Linked DNA regions of Macaca mulatta: region 2 is linked to region 1. The links are chromatin contacts, called in public Hi-C maps. All regions are on one chromosome and are shown on one strand. Each heading gives the region's core, a stretch centred on a gene start, on an enhancer-like site or on the middle of the called end of the contact. The rest is flanking DNA. Distances are from core to core; before and after follow the strand shown. Region 1 has its middle 420 kb from the start of QKI. Region 2 holds the start of QKI (QKI, KH domain containing RNA binding).

Evidence for each region. Hi-C and Micro-C count contacts between places; a contact is called where the count stands out from the background.
Region 2: a contact with region 1 is called in a Hi-C map of fetal cortex germinal zone, with 3 times the contacts expected there. The contact joins the promoter of QKI here to the enhancer-like site in region 1. A contact is called at or near these places in 2 of 14 Hi-C or Micro-C datasets (fetal cortex germinal zone and fetal cortical plate).

What each region holds. Positions count from the first base shown.
Region 1 is chr4:8,306,915-8,310,685 of T2T-MMU8v2.0, forward strand. No RefSeq gene overlaps it. Among named protein-coding and RNA genes, the nearest start is that of QKI, 420 kb to the right of the region's middle. Within about 2 kb of position 2,362, at least 11 of the 40 cell types and tissues checked have an H3K27ac peak or open chromatin away from gene starts, as enhancers often do. A contact at or near this core is called in fetal cortex germinal zone and fetal cortical plate, where this site is marked.
Region 2 is chr4:8,730,655-8,734,304 of T2T-MMU8v2.0, forward strand. It overlaps QKI (QKI, KH domain containing RNA binding), which reads right to left and starts at 2,212. Exons shown (of 8, transcript XM_028846996.2): 1 at 1,623-2,212. The coding sequence starts at 1,764.

The DNA of each region.
Region 1 (3,771 bases), core at 1,112-3,611:
CTTGTTAGACATGCAGACCTTCAGGCCCCCAACCAGATGCATTAAACTAGACCTTGTCTGCTGCTGGTTTGCAAGCACGTTCAGGTTGAAGAAGCACTGGACGGGAAAGTAGATTGATCACAGGACTATGGGCCATGATTCACTCTGCAGTATATTTGCTTAATTCAAATCTTAAGGGTAGGAAATAATTTTATTTGATCCAGGGATGTCAAAGGTGAAACATAAAGGCACGGTCTGTTCTTATTGGTGCCGCTGAAACCCAAGCTAAGTAATCACTGCATAATTCTAAAAGCAACAATAAATACAACATTTGATAATGCCTTTTTTCTTGGCAAAGCACTTTTAATGTACATTATCTGTATTGACTGGTGACCACACCACTATTAGAAAATGACACACAATTACTATTTTAATCTTTATCAGTTACTGGATTTTCTGTCTCCAATTGACATTGTTTCTCAGTTCCCCAAACTGTGTCCTTATCCTAAATGCCTTCCCAGTCCTCTGTTGTTCATTCAGCCTGGTGTTCCCTAGATAAGGGTGTGCCCCGACACTTAGGAGGAAGATAAACAACAAATTCTTTGGACCGTATTCATTTACATTTCTTGTCATTTAGACAGTGAAAATTCAAACATCTATTTGCCTTTGTGACGTTTAACTTTGAGAAGAAATGATTTCAACAGAGAAAAAATATATATTATCCAGAGTCCTGATGATTTTTTTCTCTCATTAAGAAGAGTTACTTTCAGCAGTTCATCATAACTCTGTCTTCTGACTGGGAGTATCATATTATTGTCCTTGCCTTTTCTGTAAATGGCAAAATTCAGTGGGCAATTTTCCTGAATGAAAATAAGCAAAATTTCTGTAGGATTTATATCTTTCTCTTGTATCTATTTATATACCCATGTATATAGTTTAGTGTTTCCTTTAAAAGAAAAAAAAAAAAGGCTGAGGAGCACAGACAAGCCTACCGTAAATATCTATTTCAGCTGAAGTGTAAGGCTGGGATATTCTGTCTTTTTCTCCACTACATGGAGGCTACATTAGTCTTTCGGAAAAAAATAAAGAGGGGGAGCTCCACATATTCGAGACAAATTTTGCTATACTCTGAATGATATGTGTGCTTTTTATGTTTATGAAACCACCATCCAGCAAAAAATAGCAGCCTAATATTTTGACATGAAGGTCATTTGAAAGTTTTACTGCCTGCAAGCATGATCCATTTTGTTGACAAAAAGCTCTCTAGGGCTCACTAAGACGCCCCAGCCGGCTCAACTTTCTCAGAGCCTGGCATTTCCGCCCCCTCCCTTTTCACCTCCTCCCACCAGACTAATTATCAGCTCATTAAGGCTGTCTTAATGAACTATGTTACAGCATTAGGAAAGGGTTTGGGCCAAATGTGGATGTCAGTGCAGGGGGATGGGAAAGGGAGAGGGAGCAGAGGGTCACAGACGCTGGTTTGACCTCACTGGGCTCCCTGCACACGCCAGAAACCGTAAAGATTTCAGCTGCATGGAAGCTCACATTGCTCCAACCATGCTCTTGGGAGGAGCTGGCTTCCTCATGTTCCTCAGCGTCACAGACACAGACATTCTCCTGATAGTGAGGGTTGCGCACGCATGTCTGGTCAGGTATCCGAGCGTGATTGGACAGGGCAGAAAGGGACTCTGGCATTCTGCGGGGGACCCAGGCTGGCCAAAGCTGTAAGGATGTGGATTTTCTGTAGAGGCAGCCAAACATCAACAGAGGAGGTGGGGGAAGTATCCATGCAGTCTGTCTCTGTCTCTTTAAAAAACCCACACGTATAATTGTGTTCCTACTACTTGCTTATTTTATTCTTTTTGATGTTCCAGCCAACAAAATAAGAATATCCCTGTGTTTCTCCAACCTTAAGGACATAGAAATCATTGCTGCCCTGAGAACAAAGATGGCCTTTTACGCTTCGCTTGTCCCTGGCATAGCATTAACCATAACAAAATGATACAGACAGCAGCTCCAAACTAAATCAGATCCCACAACCGAGTTGAAAAACGGCATTGCCGAAGAGCAAAGTGCAGAGATACAGTTAAAATGGCAAATGGATTTTAAAGGGCTTGGTTTTTATTTTTCTCCTGCATTCAGGATTGTGTCAGTGGTATCGACCATAAGGGTATTATTTTCTTATTTCAATAATAGGCCACATCTCAAGCCTTCCATTTACCAAGTCTCAAGAACAGGCACACCAGCCTTATAAAATCACATGACAAGCATCTGACTCTGACAGTTGTTTTGTTCTCTTTTTTTCTGGCTTATAATTATACTGATGTTGTTTTTCTTTATATCGCCTCCCAAAGCAGCATCCGACTGAGCTACTGAACAACCACACGCAGGGGCCACTTCAGCCTCTAATGAGAGACAATCACCCTGGAGTTGGAAGTACAGAGCTAATTAATTAGCATATTTGGCAAAGAATCCTCTGTAGCTAAACAGATAATAGAGATGATGAATATCGCTCTGTCTATGGACTTCTACAACTATTAGAGGTAGGGGTGGTTAAATGATGCTTTTCTGAGACAACACCATGGCGAAAATTCACATTAGGGAAACACTGGTTAATTTCACCAGAAATGTACCTCTTAATGGATTCACTGCCTCTAAGCTAATGTAAATCTATACAGAGCTCTGAGTTGACATTTCTATGCAGATCCCTAAATCTTTTAAGGTAATTTTAATCATGTCACTAAAGAAGAAGCCATGGACACCTCGGAATGGAAGAGCCTTCGAAGATTAAGGGCTGTCAACTACAAGACATGTCATTCAAAAGCCCTTAGCCTCCTCCATTCACCTGACAGACTCCATGCAGAGATTTTCTTTGGTGCACATTTCTTCTTCAATCTTTTTCTCTTTTTTAACAGCCAACACAATTTAAGAACTTACAGACTGATGATACTTTAAATGTGGGGAAGGGCTGGGTCCAGTGGCTCACGCCTGTAATCCCAGCACTTTGGGAGGCTGAGGCAGGCAGATCACCTGAGGTCAGCAGGTCGAGACCAGCCTGGTCAATATGGTGAAATCCCATCTCTACCAAAAATACAAAAATTAGCTAGGTGTGCTGGCACACACCTGTAATTCCAGCCACTCGGGAGGCTGAGGCAGGAGAATTGCTTGAACCCGGGAGGCAGAGGTTGCTGTGAGCAGAGATCGCACCACTGCACTCCAGCCTGGGCACAGAGTGAGACTCTGTGTCAAAAAAAGTAAAAAGAAAAAATAATTGTGGGGAGGGAAGTATGTAAATGTTGGCCAAGAGAGGCCAGGGAACATAAAAATAGACCTGTGTGCACATTAAACTCTTTAGCCATACATTAGCTCATCCATATGGTGTTGGAAGAACTTCTGTTCCTCAAAATATCCAAATGATAAGAAGACATCCAATCACATGCTTAAACAAGTTTTAGTATTGTCCTCCGTAAGAAAATGGACTTGATAAAATGCCTTAGCCACACTAAAACACTACTGCATGCCAGGCACCAGGCAAAGTGATCATTCATTTCATTCCCACAACTGCCTAGACATACGAGCATCCTTATCGCTTTACAGATGGGGAAACTGAGGCCTAGGAAGGCTAAGTCACTGCCTGAGATTACAATGGTCAATGGCAGTGGCAAGTTTTAAATGATGACCCCCGGTGCTACAGCGCCCACCATTTTATGTTTGTATTTATTTTATTGTGGTGAGAACAGTTTATGAGATGCATTCTCAATGTTGTACAGCAGAGCTCTTGAGCTTATTCAT
Region 2 (3,650 bases), core at 962-3,461, 420 kb after region 1:
TTTTTTTTTTTGACATTCCAGAAAGTTTTCTGCCTCCACAATCTTTCAAATGCCAACACAAACAGGAAAAGCAGAACCCTTTAAAGGGACAGCTCAAGTTTTCTCTGGAGCAACTTGAAATTAACAGATTTGCTGTTCCAACAGTGGAAAATGCCCATTTCAATGCTGGTGAGTGCTGTATGTTTAACATATGGAAGCAAAACGACGAGAAAGCCGTAACACCTAACCATTTTCTACTTTTAAGTTGTTTCTTTGACTTTCAAGACAATAAAACTCCAGGGATTTTTCTTTAATCATCTTTTTATCATGGAAACATTTCCGGCCTTTTGTTCTCTAATGACATTCCAACTCCCCAAGCTTCAAACTCCTGTTCCCCGACTCTATTTTTAAAATCTCGAAATTCTTGCGAAAAATCTAAACTCCATTGCTCATCTCTTCAACCTAAAGTTTTCAGTTTCCTTTACACAGTCCTCCGGTGATGCCTCTGAGCAGGAAAAAAAAAAAAAAAAAAAAAAACTCCTGGCTAGTCGATTTTCGAAACACTTTTTTGTGGTCATTTATTTTTGTCTCTAGGCGTCCACAGAAACCCACAGCTACTAGAAATTAATACTCCAGATACTGCTATGAGAACTTCTTAAGGAAATTCCAGAGTTGGTCAACATTAATCTTCTTGTCATTCTTCGCTCCCCACAGCGCTCCATAAAGCTTTTTGAAAACTTCGGCTCAATTTTATTTCGCCCTTTCCAAACGTCTCGATTCCCTGTCCTACAAACTCGGGCGGCTGCGTCTCCGGGAGCAAACCCTCCGCCCAAGTTCTTCCTAACTCAGGCTGCGCTCCGATCTGTCATCGCGTTATTTCGCACTCCACCCCCCCCCCACCCCCGAAAAGTGAAGTTCAACTCCCTAACAGTTCTCGCTTCCCCAAACAAAAGGGAAAAAAGTGCTTTTCGCCGTCACTTCGTCCTCCTTGTCGGCTACGCCAGCATAATTTCGGTCTCCTATGGAATTTCTTTAAACTAACGAGCCCCACTCTGACTTCCACTTAGTATTTACCAGCTGCTCCAACTCCCCAAGCACGAAACCCCGCTTTAGTCCTCATGGGAGGGAGAGAGCTCCCGAACGCGGGGCAGCGGGGGTCCGCGCAGAGCAAGCTCAGGAGGTCGAGGAGAGGAGCGGGGCCCGCGCCGGGGACACGCGCGTCCTCCAGGCCGGCGGCGCGGCGTGGGCCTGCTCTCGGGAGGGCTTGGCGAGGACCACCGAGCCCGCGCAGCCCCCGCTGGCCTCTCGGAAATGTGACCGCCAAAGCCAGAGGGGCCGCAGGGTTCGCCCCGCAGCCCTCCGCAGCGCACAAACTTGGGCGCCAGCGGCGCGGGGTCCCGGGCCGGGCAGGGGGCGTCCGGCCCCGGCGGGTCCACCCCGGCCCGCCCGCCGGCCCGCCCGCCCGCCCGCCGCCGCCGCAAGCCCGGCCCGGCGCCTCCTTTGTGCGCCCTCCTGGCCTCCCAGTCCCCCCGGCGCGCGGTCCCGCCCGGCCGTGACCTTCCCGCCCTCCCCACCATCCCAAGCAGGGAAAGGGGCCGCCCCGGCGGGGATCGGGCCGGGGCCGGGGCCCCGGAGACGCTCACCTTCGTCCAGCAGCCGCTCGAGGTGGTTGAAGATCCCGCAGAAGTTGGGCAGGCTGCTCATGAGCTTCTTGTCGTTCATCAGCTGCATCAGGTAATCTGGGGTGGGCTTCGGCTTCTCCTTCGTTTCCATTTCCCCGACCATATTCCAGGCTCCGCAGCTCACTCCGCCCGCCGCCGCCGCCGCCGCCGGAGAGGAGGGAGGGGCGGGGGCGAGCCCCGGCCGCGGGCCGCTCGGGACCCGGCGTCCCGCTCCGCGCCGGCTCCCGCTCTGGCTCCCGCGCCGAGCCCCGGGGCGGCCGGCACCGCGCGCTCGCCCGCCCCCCGCAGGCACTTTCCGCCCGGGCCCGACGCGCTCCCAGCCGCCGCCGCTCTCGGCCGCCCGGCTCGGCGCGTCCCTCACGAGGCCGGCGGGCGGGCGGGAGGCGGGTCTCGGCTGGCCGAGTGCGGGCGCAGGGCGCGGGCCGCTGGCGCCGGACGAGGAGGAGCCGGGGCCGCCGCTCGCTCGGCTGGTCGCGCCCGCTCAGCGCCGCCGCCGCCTGTGCCGCGGGCTCGGGGGGTCTCTCTGGGCTGGTCCCCGCCGCGGCGCCTCTGCCGCTGCCGCTGCCGCCGCGCTCTGACTGCGCTCCTCCTCTTCCTCCTCCTCCTTCTCCTCCTCCTCCTCACTCACTTGGCGGCGGAGTTCGCCTCAGTTCAGGCGGCGCTGCCAGCGGCGGCGGCAGCAGCGGCGGGGGGGGAGGGGCGAAGGCGCGGGGAGGGCCGGGGGCGGGCGGCGGGCGGGGCCGCGCAGGGCGGCCGTTAGCGGGGCCCGGCCGGCGCGCTCCCGCTGCCCGACGCCCCCCGACCCGGGCAGCAGCCGGCGCCGTGCCCCCTCCTCCCTGCCTCCCTGGCGGGGCGGGCGGCGGGGGCGACGGGAGCGTGACGGGCGGCGGCGCTCGGCGGCCCCGGGCCTGGGCGCAGGGACTGGGTCGCCGCCGTGCGGGGCGCCCGGGGCGGGTGGGTGTGGGTTGCGGGGCTGACGGCCGCGGGGGGGCGCGGGGCTCGGGCGCGGTTGGGGCTGGCGCGGCAGGCGGGAGGAATTCCAGCGGGACGCGCCAGCGCTGCCTCCGCCTCGCCTCCCGTTACTATAGTTTTTTCAGAACCTCTCATCCACCCCGCAGAAAAGAAATTTTTTTTAACGTCCTGTTGCTTCACGGGGGACTTTCGGGGTGGGCATCACGTGGCCCGACACGTAGCCATGGGGCTCCAGAGCGCGTGCGCGCGTCGTGCCCCGTGGCCACGCCCCTTCCGAGGGTCGCTCCGCCCCCGCCGGGCCCCGCGAGCGCGCGGTGGGGGAGGGAAGGGGCCCGGAGCGCGCCTGCGTGGGGCGTGGGCGGGGCTGGGGGCGGCAGCCGCCTAGGGGCTGGGGCTGCCCGTTTAGGGCCGGGTGCTGGCCAGTCGCCCACGGTGCGGAGGGCTGGTGGGCTTGCCCTGGCCGTCGGGCCCGCCACCTCGCGGGTCTTGGCTGCGGGGCGGGGGTGTGGCGGGGGAGCCGAGGACTGGAGTTTGAGGCTTTCTGAGGCGCGTGCGGCGGCGTCCGCCTCTGCGGGGTAGGGCGCCCGTCGCGCCGGGCTCCCGCTTTGTCGCCGAGGGAACCACGCGCGACGCCCCTCCCGTCGCCGCCGTGGCTCCCTTCCGTGTTCGTGATTTGCTGAGAGGCTGGAAAGCAGCACGGCGGAGAGAAGCCTCGCGCTCGCCAGGCGGGGAAGCGTGCGCGGACACGCGTGCGCACCCACGGGGCGGTGGGCGGGCGTGGGGGGTCTGGGCCAAGCGGTTGACGCGCCGCCAGGGAAGCGATCTTGTTGCACCTTCTCGTTATTCTGAAAGCAAATCGTAGCGAGACCCGAGCGCAGCGGCTTAGCAAATTATAAGGGGAGCGTTAGTCGTGCTCGAAATGCTTCTTTCGCGATGGCATCAGTGTTCCGTGAGGGAATGAAGCCGCAGTAGGAAAGAGCCTGTGCGCGTAGTCTGAAAAGCAGAAGTCAACATTTT